4 separate regions of the Mus musculus genome follow, and regions 1, 2 and 4 are each linked to region 3. A link is a contact called in public promoter capture Hi-C data. All regions are on one chromosome and are shown on one strand. Each heading gives the region's core, a stretch centred on a gene start, on an enhancer-like site or on the middle of the called end of the contact. The rest is flanking DNA. Distances are from core to core; before and after follow the strand shown. Region 1 has its middle 72 kb from the start of 4930425O10Rik. Region 2 overlaps Tspan5 (tetraspanin 5). Region 3 overlaps Tspan5 (tetraspanin 5). Region 4 overlaps Tspan5 (tetraspanin 5).

What was found. Capture Hi-C pulls out chosen DNA fragments and counts their contacts.
Region 1: a promoter capture Hi-C map of pancreatic islet shows a contact between it and region 3. The contact joins two enhancer-like sites. A contact is called at or near these places in 5 of 484 Hi-C or Micro-C datasets (the Ba/F3 cell line, Sertoli cells, embryonic stem cells and 1 more), 1 of 115 datasets of contacts at active chromatin or transcription factors (embryonic stem cells) and 3 of 9 other capture datasets (adipose tissue, liver and pancreatic islet).
Region 2: a contact with region 3 is called in a promoter capture Hi-C map of pancreatic islet. The contact joins two enhancer-like sites. A contact is called at or near these places in 6 of 484 Hi-C or Micro-C datasets (Sertoli cells, cerebral cortex, cranial neural crest and 2 more), 1 of 115 datasets of contacts at active chromatin or transcription factors (embryonic stem cells) and 3 of 9 other capture datasets (adipose tissue, liver and pancreatic islet).
Region 4: a promoter capture Hi-C map of pancreatic islet shows a contact between it and region 3. The contact joins two enhancer-like sites. A contact is called at or near these places in 5 of 484 Hi-C or Micro-C datasets (cerebellar granule neurons, cerebral cortex, cortical neurons and 2 more), 2 of 115 datasets of contacts at active chromatin or transcription factors (differentiating embryonic stem cells and double positive thymocytes) and 3 of 9 other capture datasets (adipose tissue, liver and pancreatic islet).

Annotation. Positions count from the first base shown.
Region 1 is chr3:138,653,837-138,656,536 of GRCm38.p6, reverse strand. No RefSeq gene overlaps it. Among named protein-coding and RNA genes, the nearest start is that of 4930425O10Rik, 72 kb to the left of the region's middle. Within about 2 kb of position 1,361, at least 51 of the 459 cell types and tissues checked have an H3K27ac peak or open chromatin away from gene starts, as enhancers often do. A contact at or near this core is called in pancreatic islet, where this site is marked.
Region 2 is chr3:138,892,553-138,895,252 of GRCm38.p6, reverse strand. It overlaps Tspan5 (tetraspanin 5), which reads right to left. Exons shown (of 8, transcript NM_019571.5): 4 at 735-905. Among named protein-coding and RNA genes, the nearest start is that of Tspan5, 150 kb to the right of the region's middle. Within about 2 kb of position 1,437, at least 41 of the 459 cell types and tissues checked have an H3K27ac peak or open chromatin away from gene starts, as enhancers often do. A contact at or near this core is called in pancreatic islet, where this site is marked.
Region 3 is chr3:138,781,145-138,783,844 of GRCm38.p6, reverse strand. The region is part of intron 1 of Tspan5 (tetraspanin 5); the gene reads right to left. Among named protein-coding and RNA genes, the nearest start is that of Tspan5, 40 kb to the right of the region's middle. Within about 2 kb of position 1,339, at least 14 of the 459 cell types and tissues checked have an H3K27ac peak or open chromatin away from gene starts, as enhancers often do. A contact at or near this core is called in pancreatic islet, where this site is marked.
Region 4 is chr3:138,858,479-138,861,178 of GRCm38.p6, reverse strand. All of the region lies in intron 1 of Tspan5 (tetraspanin 5), which reads right to left. Among named protein-coding and RNA genes, the nearest start is that of Tspan5, 120 kb to the right of the region's middle. Within about 2 kb of position 1,333, at least 94 of the 459 cell types and tissues checked have an H3K27ac peak or open chromatin away from gene starts, as enhancers often do. A contact at or near this core is called in pancreatic islet, where this site is marked.

The sequences.
Region 1 (2,700 bases), core at 112-2,611, 130 kb after region 3:
AGAAGCAGATTTTCAAACGACTCTGTAAGACCCCCGAAGCTGGGCCTCTGCTCAAGTCCCGGGATGAGTTGGCCAGCACCCCAATGACTCGAGAGAAAACCACACCTGATGCAAACTGCAAGAGATTTTACTATCAGCTAGCTGAGAATGAACTCCTTCTGCCACCCAGGGCAGGGGAGTTCGACCTGAGCAGTAACAGTAGGAGGCTTTTAACAGCTAGCTGAGGAATTGGGAGGAGAGTTGGGAGGAGAGTTGGCTACAGTTCCTTTCTGGAGATGAGGTGGGGGTGGGAGATGGGAGGGGGCGGGTGAGTGAGCTGTAGCTCCTCTCCAGCGTCTATCTCCATGTCCTTGTAGGTCTTCCTACAATTATCTCATCTCTGGTTGTAAGGCTCAGAAACAAAAAGGCTTTTTGCTGGCTATAGAGAACAAAGAGCTTCTTTCTGGCTGTATTTTTAGAGATCAGGGAAAACAAGCTTGGGGAACGTCCAGGGGCTTTACCTTCCAGGGAGAAACGCTCTAAGTAGAGGTCTCACAACTCCAGTAGGGCTTCTCTTGTACTCTCATCTGTCCTAATATTTTTCCAACCAATAGGCAAAGCATTTGGTTTGCCTATTGCATATCAGCAGAATACTAGCTTCCACCAACCCAAGAGCTCAGCATGCCATCAGATAACATCTGAAACCCATGGTGGACATTGCCTCCCTCCTGTCTATAACCAGCCTGTCTGATGTATCTGTGAAGCATTTGGGAAAGTCCATGATGTGTGTGTGGGCTTGTTTTGTTGTGACTAGAAAAGCTGTAACTGCTTCCACACTGTATCATGTTGTATGCTGTAATCAGGTTACACCCATATTCCGTGCCATGGTCACGTTTGGCTCAGAATAAAATTTCTCTTTATCCCTTTGAAGTGAGAACTGCATGTCACATGAGCCCCATCTTTGAGCATTAGTTATTTTTTTTCCCCACCACAGCTTGTATTTACTTTCTGTGAATTTTGTTTCCAAAGTGTTAACGCAGAGCTCTTGACCAGTTTTCTGTAGAGAGTTGCTTTTTCTAAGTTCTGTGGTTAAAACAATGTCTAATGTAAATATTTTAAGCCCCAGTCAGCTGATTTTTCCAAGGAAGAAAGCTTGTTTTGTGGCTAGCCTCTCAGCTTCAAGCTGAGATCTTCAACTATTCCTCTGCAGCCTCCTGCAAATTCAGCCCGAGGCTAATTGTTACTGCGGGTGGCAGTGAGGGGCAGGCCTGCAGGTTCCAAACCCTAAGAGCTCAGCAGCACTTGCTCTGCAGGAAGGAGTCTAATGCACACATTTGCTAATAGCATGTTTACTCTGCGTTAACCATCCATCTGGATGGCGTCCAGACAATTGGCTCAGTGGGAGTGCTAGACTCCATGGCCTTGGTGTTTGTGAATCCTCTCCCTGCTCTGGGGGAGGAGACTGATAAGAAGAATAACATCACCATGCCTCAAATCTCAGAGACAAGACTGGTCACCTGATCATGAGGACAAGACCGATGGTTGTTCAACTGCCTTTGTTCCCCCACTTTATAATCTGCTGGCTAACGATGAGATGAAGACCGATCTAGCACTGAACTACAATCTTCTCAGACTGCTGGATCTCCGAACAAAACAACTTAAAAGATCCGGGTCCTGAGCTCCTCACGTGTGACAGGCAGCAGAGTCACGTACACTCCCCCAGCCTACAGTGAGTCAGCACTAGCACTGGCCAAAAGCATCCGGAGAAAAGCCGGGGCTGTGGTCTGCTGTGGTCCCCAGGGGCAGCGATGGTGACCCACTATGGGGAACAAATGCTTGATGGACAGTCATGCTGGGAAGACACGGGGACGATTACTGGGAGTCAATGAGTTTGTTGTACATGTTATGTCATTTAAAATCTTAGTTGTAATTCTATGAGGTGACTACACATATTGTCCCCATTTCCCAAATGAGAAAACTGAGTCTATGAAGAAAGGTTAAAGAGCTCACTGAAGATCCCACAGCTAGAGCTAAGTTACGGTGCACTGCACCTCAGTGTGTCAAACCTCAAGCCTTCAGCCCGGGCTCTCCAGAACAGTCCATCCCGAGACGGGATTTTTCCGAGTTAAAGCAGAGATTCTTAGCATTCTGAGGAGTTCACTCTTAATGTGCCGTCGAAACACTTAGCTCTCCATGTTTTCTTGAAGCATTTCATGGAAATGAGGGCATTGTATTTCATAACTAGAGACGGCCCAGGCCACCCATCTCATATCATCCAGGCTCCCAAATCAAAATATCAAGCAGACAGTTCAGGAGATTGGTCCAACAGAGAGTAAAGAGACCCTACAGGTGGGAAAATGCGTTAACAATGCAGACTAACTAACATCACAACGCCACTCCCGGGAATACAAAACTGAAGCCCCGTTCCAAGGAATCCAGGCTCAATCTGCCAAGCCTTTGCAGCATCTCCCAATAAAATCTTGGTCTTAGGTTACATCCAGCGTTTGGTTCACACAAGCTAATTGAGAACACTTTCTGAGCTAGCTCTGTTTTCTCACTGCCGGTGTGGAACATCCCCTTGCAGTGGGTAGGTAGATCAGAGCTCCCTAATGGATTCGGACCAATTTAGATCGGATTCAGTTCACATCTGTGAGTGAACGGTGAACTTCAAATGTCTCTGGGGAAGAAGTTGTCCTGTGCGGTGCGTCCCCTCCCTTCCCT
Region 2 (2,700 bases), core at 188-2,687, 110 kb before region 3:
CTGCTAATCTTTAGTCTGGTAACATCTAGGGCTTAAGGTGAGACCACTGTCCCAACAGCCATACGTACTAGATAGTAACTCAGTTTTATTCTCCTTTTACTCTTGGGAAAGAGTTCAAGTTTCTGTCAGTCCATGGTCAATGAGGCAGTGTCGCTTGGCTCCTCGAGCATTTTGAGTGACATGACAGCTGCCTGTTTACAGTATGGGAACAGTCAGTCACACAGTCACGTTCAGACACCTGTGTGGCAGGCGGGGTCTGCTTCTTTTTCACTTGTTAGAGGGCAGCAGGTTTTACGAATCTCTGAACTTTTGGTTCGGACTACATGCATGTGGTATCTGGATGAGCATATCTGAGGAACTTTACAAACAAATCCCCTGATAATTTTATTATTGAGAGCACAGGGGAAGGAGCAAGGAAAACTCGTTTAATTTATTTAATCACATAAAACTCTAAACATATATAAAAGCAATTTTCTTCAAAAGCTGACAACGGGACGGTGCGGTAATCGCCTTTTTAGTTAAGAGTTATATCTTTCTCTAATTTAACACAAGTTGGAACAAGTGAACTCGGAACATGTCTCCTTGAGATGAAACAGGAGCGGTGGAACATGGAAAAGGAAACAAACCAACAAGCAAACAGCCAGAAACTGGGCAGAAACGTCAGTTGGCCGTCTCCAGCTGGCAAAGGCACACAAGGCATTATGGGAGAAAAGATGCTCCTGCTTGGAACTTACATATTCCTGGGTGAAGTCTATGAGGTTCTGTAGATCAATGTCATCTCTGTAGGCTCTGATGTTGTTGTTAATAAAGAAATACAGCTGGTCTTTGATCCAGTCTTTGAAAACAAATGCCAACACCCCAGCAGTGAGTTCCAGGAAGAAAATAATCCCCAGGAACACAGAAAACTAAGACAAAAGAGACACACAACAGGGAACGGGTTACAAGGCCTTAGATCACAGGGAAGCGAGAGGCTTTTCTCTGAAAGGGGCTGTAATTACATTCAGTTGCTACACATCTCCAAACTGGGGCCTTCTGATTCTTAAGGTTTGTTAATGGAATATTACACCCCAAGAAAGGACTTTTAAAAATTAAAGATCACTTCATAATCACATTTTGGAGTCTCTGGTGTTCCATTTGATAATTAACCAACAAAGCCCAAATCAAACATTGAGTAATAGGAATTTCTCATTAGATCCACATTAAGGCCTAATGAATTGCTCGTGATTAATGCACTGCCAGACGTGTGAACAATGTTCTGCCTGACCTCCAGGAAGCCTCTTTCCTAACTTGAAAGGTAGATTATCGTGGGTTTTATAATCACCTGTCCCTTGCAACCGTGGCTTGACTCCACACACACTACACGCACACACTACACACACACACTACATTATCGTGTTGATGTTGGAGTCACTGTTTTAACACCTCCCTCCACCTCCCAGCCCTGTGAAATAGATCCGCTCATCTTAAAGAGGTCAGCAGGGGAAGTGGGAGGGGCTGTGACTGAGGCAAGAAAACCATTTCCAATCATGGAAATGAAACTCTGGGCTCTCTTTCTTCCTGCCTGTGAAACACCAAGACCAGGAAACACTTTAAATAACACCACAGTGCAATCAGAAGGGACTTCTGGCTAAGGCAGATAACAAGGTATACGGCTTCAGAGCATGAGGCCCTGGGGTAACTGCTCAGAACCCTGGGGAAATTTCCCTTCCACCCAGACACTTCAAAGAGATTCATTTTAGTCATCCTGGCTGCCGGCTGCACCCACCACCATTTCCACATCTCCTTCCTCCCACATCTTTACCCTCTGCAAACTGTTTTGTGATCTTGAGGTGCAAAAATGGGGGGCCATGGTGGGTGGACAGTGGGGTGTGGCCATTCACGTGGCACTGAGTGATGGATGCGTCTTTGTGGGGGAGTGAGGGGAGAGAGTCAGAAGGACCACACCAGTGCCTGACAGTCTAGGATGCTGATGCTGAGGCTGAGGTACAAACTCCACTTCCAAGCTCCCCTAGGGCTCCTGTTTATCTTTCCTCAGTGAGGACATAAAATGTAAAGTTCTTGTTTACTGACTGTACCAATTATTTGCAGCTGTAAATAAAATGTTAAGTTCTTAATTATGAGTGGTATCAATAATTTCAAATTACGATTCTTTTCAAATTACGTTTTCTTAGAAAAGAAGGAGCACACCAGTATTTGTGCCCCCTGCAACCCCTTTACCTGTACTGGGTACCTCCCCAAACATGGACACATAGGGTCCTCACACCACAGAAAGAATAGACCCTGGACGGGGGTGGGCATGCATGTACGTGAAACAGCTGGGCAGTCACACAGAGACTGTAGATTTCTGCTCTCACCTCCATGAAGGATAGAGACGATCACTTCCCAGGTGCCCTCGGAAATTCCCTCAAGTTACATGATATACATCTCAAATATTGAGTTCAAACTCAATATCAAATATTTGGCAGAGGCCTACATGCCCGGCTCTGTGAACTAACACCCCCATTTCCAAAGGTGCAGAAAGTGACCCAAAGCTTTGTTCAATGCTATCGGTCAGCTAGGAAATGCCACTTCTATTCCACAGTCCTGCCTCCTGGATTTCCCCCAGAAACTCTCCTTGTCTTAGGACAATCTGATCTTTGAGGTTTTTTGGAGGCACGGTGACATTGTTTCCTCCTTACCTCACAGCCCCCATTCAGAGAG
Region 3 (2,700 bases), core at 90-2,589:
TGAGCCAACATCTCCCGGCCCATGTTTATTCTTTAATAGAAGCTTTTCAAAGCAAAATCCTCAAGGAGCTCAGTTATATACTAATATTCCAAGCCTAAAACAGCATAGGCTTTTCCTTCCAATGGGAACAAAGCCAGAATAAGACCAGTGTTTAAAAGCCATTCAAGGACTCCCCCAAACATTCTCCACACGACAGGCTGCGGTTGGATCTTCACAGACATCCCCCTTCCTTGTCATGGAGGGCTCAGGGAAGACATATGGAAGGTGCCTAACTCGCCTGAGGTTACACCAATAAAAGGTGATAGGGTCAGAGTTCACACTTGGGATCAAGCAATTCTGTAGTCAGTGCTTTTTGTCTCTGCTCTGCACTGCCTTGGGGAGTTGGGTGGGGGTCTTTGCTGCATAGGAGAAAACAAAAACTGCACATTCGATCACAGAATCGCCTCACCCTGCATTTTTTAAGGGGTCCTGTGCAAACCCTGCCTTGGAATTCTACAGGCAAAAAAAAAAAAAAAAAAAAAAAAAAAAAGGAGACTGGCACTCACCTAACAAGTCCAAGGCAGCTGTCAGGCAGCTGTGCAGAAACCGGGGAAGAAGCGGACGATGTCTTGCAGGGTTACACTCGCCTCTACCTCCAAGTAGAATTTTTAAAAGAAATGAGAAGCCCAACAGATGAGAGACTCTCATGCTAAGCCCCACAGGGAGTGTTAAATAAACATGATCAGCCCCATAAAGCTCTGACAAAGGCAGGCTGTTAAAACTAAAAAACTGTACCACATCCTACCTTCCCTCTACTCAATAAACACAAATCCATGAGCGCATGAGCCCTATTAGCGGTGGCCTATTTAAACCTTAAATTTTTAATTCTGTTTATCCGCTTTTGTAGAAAGCACTCAGCAAACAGCCGGCCTCACTTTTACTTACGTTGCTGTGTCTAATGGCGGGCGTCAACAAGACTCTGCAGCTCACGAGGCAGCCTCAGATTGACTGCAGAATCAAGACCAGGAAGATGATCCAACCAAGCCGTGGGTCACACATACTGAGCCTGCCTTACAGGTTTATCATGCTTATGGCTTTTCTGGTTCTATGTTTTTCACCTTCCATCAGTTCACCAAGCTCCTGCTCTCTGTGCCAGCCACCAAGAAGCTCAGGATCCAACAGAAAACAACAACAACAACAACAACAACAACAACAAAAAACCAGCTTACCCTCTCACTGGAAAAGCAAAAATCAATTAAATAATGATGCAAAGAAGTGAGCGGTTTACCAAGGAGCGACCTGACAGAGCACAGATTGATTAGCGGCTGTCTGTCAGGTGACTGCTAAGTGAAATTACCAGGGAGGAGTAACTAAAAACCAACAGACATTTCGTCTCACAGTCTGGAGGCTGAGAGATCCAGGGTCACAGGACCTGAGGATGTGAAACCGCTCGCCACTTCTTAGATGGTACCCTGGGCTTCCTTTATTGGGGGCAGGCATCCCGTATCATCAAAGCCCCAGGGTACAGTATTATAGGAGTGGGGAATAGGTCTCAACATATGACTTCGTGGGGGAGGGGCTTCAGACTCTGGGGCAAGGTAGCACTGAGTGTTAATAAAGGCGGCCTCAGACTCTCTGTTCACGGAGAACTGAGACCTAAGGCCATTCTTTGTGCATCTGGGCAGGCCTATGGTGGAAATGATGTCATGTGACTTTGAGGCTAGGATTGAAGAGGCCATGCATTTTCTTGCTTATTTTCGTGCCTGGAATTCTGGTTCTTGGAGCTCTAAAAGCCCTGAGAGAAGTGTGAACACCCTGAAGTCCGACTGCTGTGAAGGCATCTCAGCTACACGTAGGCCCCAGGGCAGAAGTGCTGAGTGTCACCTCAAGTCCTGCCAGTGCAGACACACACCTGGAACTGCCCCCGCCCCCTCCCCAGTGTCCTCATCTTCCCATCAAGGCTCTATACCAGAGAGAGGGGTCACCCAACTGCCCTGCCTGGCCTCCTGACCCACACAATCTGTAAAGGAAAGGTGGCTGTTTGACCCGTGCTTCGTCACACGGTGGCAGGTCACCCACACAGTGCTGCATGTGACCAAGAGGCAGCAGTCTTACACTGAGAGGTCGCACAGGGGACAGTATCCTGCAGTGTGACACTGGGCCTGCACTCTAAGGGTGAAGAGACTTCCATCAGTCGGAACAGCGAATCAGGCTGTGGACACAAACCAGCTGCCTGGCAGAGGAATCAGGCAAGCAGAGGCCATGATGTCAGACCATAAGGGGTTGAGCCGCTCAGATGTCTGAAGTTCACGGAGGGAGGGTTCAACTGTTTTCTATGTCTTTATGTCTTTACGTCCTTCTTATTTTTGCTCTTTGACTTTGAACTTGCGCTGTCACTCTGTGTGTGTGTGTGTGTGTGTGTGTGTGTGTGTGTGTGTGTGTGTGCGTGTGTGTGTGTGTGTTTGGGGCTTTGCCCACATGTGTGATTATGTATTGCTTGCATGCTTGGTGCCCAGGAGGCCAGAGGAGAGTGTTGAATCCCCTGGGACCGGAGTTCTATGCGCTGGGAATCAAATGTGGGTCCTCTGTAAGCAACGAGTTCTCTTTAACTGCCAAGCCATCGCTCCAGCCACTTTTCTTTTTTAAAAAAATTGAAGTAAATCACACTAGATAATAGACACCATTATAGACTAAATTGAATACCCCCTCCCAAGTCATATG
Region 4 (2,700 bases), core at 84-2,583, 77 kb before region 3:
GTTGCAGACGTCTGGATCCACAGGGATCCAAAGGAAGATGAGGGAGGAGCAGGCAGGAGCTGATCGTGTCCAGGATATGGAGGAAACGTGGGCAGAACTGAGAACTACTGAGAAGTGTTTTCCGGTAATGACAGGATGGAGGTGTGAAGGGTAATTGGTCTTATACCTGGAAACTATGGCCCTTCAACATTCCAATGTGGGTCTGGGTTGCTGCTCAGTGGTTAGTGCTTTCCAAGCACACACTGGGCCCCGTCTTCAACTTCCCAGTACAGGGGAAATAAAACCTACTGCTCTGCAGACAGAATCGACTTCTGGGTGCTGTTCTCAGGGCTGGCTGGACCTAGCAGAAATTCTGAAGGATGTTTTTCTTGTTTGAGTATTTGGCTGCTAACTGAATTCTCTGGGAAGCAAATCTCACGTTTTGTATTTTTGAAAACTAAATTATTTTACCATCATCATATATTTCTGTCACCTCTGCTACTTGTATTCCTAAAAAGAAGCAATTACATACCAGGGCCCAGCCATCCAAGTTCTTAAGCGGCTTCTAAACGAGCACTCCTTACTCCTGTTTGCTTAAGATGTAGCAATTTCACCTGCGATCTGTCCAGACTGAAACAAAGTTCCCGACCAGCACTGCAGGAAGCCGAGCCTCACCAACAGCCTCACCAACAGCGGACTAACGTTCTGAGAATGTAAACCTCCGCTGGAACAGGCAGGCGAGGCGCACCTACCGCCTTCCCTGGACAGACCAATGAGCCAGCAGAGAAGCTCACTTGTTCTCACTCTCCTTTTTTCTGAGCCAACACTGCAGCTCTGGCAGATGGGTAGCCAGCTTATACAGGTATCCTATGTACAGCCACTAATACAACACCTGTCTTGGTAGGGTGGGGAGTTATTTCAGGAGAAAAAAAGTCCCTGAGTACAATTCCTGCCAAAGTATGAGCTGGCAGAAAATTCAACCAACAGAGAATCAATCCTACTCTTGCCACTGGGCTCTGATGTCCCAGTTTACAACTGTCCAGAATGGTCTTGATAAGATGGCATGACAGACAAAACTCGACTCTGTAAACAGGACAATTCCCATGGAGGCCAGGGCCAATGTCTCTCCCTTTACATAGTCACAAGGCCATCTAATTGTGGCCCCAGTACATATTGCCTAGGGACCTCTAGCCCTGGTGCTGCACAGTACCATAATACAACTCGGGAAAGGCAGAGCCTGCTGGGCAACTACAACCGGCAATGCAGCCACTGGAGGGCTTCGGACAAGTCAGGGAACTGAGCGGACAAGTGCCTGCTTTGTAGCACTGACACGCTAGCAGGGCAGCGCAAGGAAAGACAAGCAATAGAAAGTCACAGATGAGCGGGCTGCTCAGGGCTGCTGCCAGGGAGGAGGGCAGAGTGAGGAGAGAAAGCCAAGTGGAAGGCAACTGCAGGTACTGCAGAGTGACTAGAGCAAACCCACGAGAGGGACAGGGATTAGTATCTGATGACTCCATTAGTTAAGAGTTTGCTGCTGTTACAGAGGACTAGACATGGGGTCTGAGTACCCCCTGTTGGGCAGCTCACAACCACTAGTTCAAGCCCCACTAGTTCAGGGGATTAAACATCCTCTTTGGAGCATACACACAGAGAGACACATAAATAAAAACAAAATAAATATTAAGGGGAAAAAAATACATGTTCATTGGGCACCATGAAGGAAGGAAGAGCTGACTGGCGGATGTCCGAACAGCACCCTAGCCGAAGCCAGACATCTGGACTGAGGCCCCGGACAGATGGCGACAAAGCGGGACACAAAGTGCCAGGAACGGAGAAGCACAGCTCAGAGGCTCACAGTAGCCAGGCTGTGTCAGGCTGCACAGGCCACTGAGAAGACTACACTGTGTCCTCAGATGGGGCAGGAATCCCTGAAGGGTTCTTTGGCTTCCCAGAGCCTGCAGGCCTTGCCTGATCTAACCAATGACTGATGTTACTAACTGCTGCAAACTGTGGGGTCCACGAAACCACATGAAAGCCAACTGTAAGCAAGGAGTCTGTGCAGATTATTCCCTGCCCCCCATCGCTCCTCAGACATTACCCTGCCTGCTCCCCAACTCCTCCCACAGTGGCCACCTTAACAGGCAGCTCCCCTTTCAGAGTCAGAAAAGCCCTGGTAGAAGATGAACTCAGGCCCCCTTGTCCTCAGAGCTTCCCTGCCATACCAGGTATGGCCTTGTCCTGCCTACATGTGTACACAGGACTGGAAAGAATGACAACACCTCACGTCAGACAGTAGGACAGTCAGGGCCTATACTAATCACTGAGCACGTGCATGGATAAAGCAAAGGTGACGGACGGCCCCTGAGTGCTGTTTAATTCTCCTTCTTCTGTCACCGGCTTGAGCATCCTTCCAGAACTGTGCTCCAAATAGTTATATATTTAAGAGACACTAACGGACTCTAGTTTGAGATCTATTCTGCTCCTTTACATGAATGGCTATAAAATACCTACACCCACAGTTTTAGGGGATCCACATAATTCTCATGCTGCATGAGCAAAACATTCAGAGAAGCCTACAACCACAGTGCTGGGGGCTTCCTCTGACTTGTACGAAGCTGTGATCTCTTTTCAGGGCAGCTCAATGAAAACCCCAGATGTTCTAAACTGTTGGGCCAGCTGTTGTGACCGGGCACGAGAGGCAAGAATACTTAATTCAGTCTC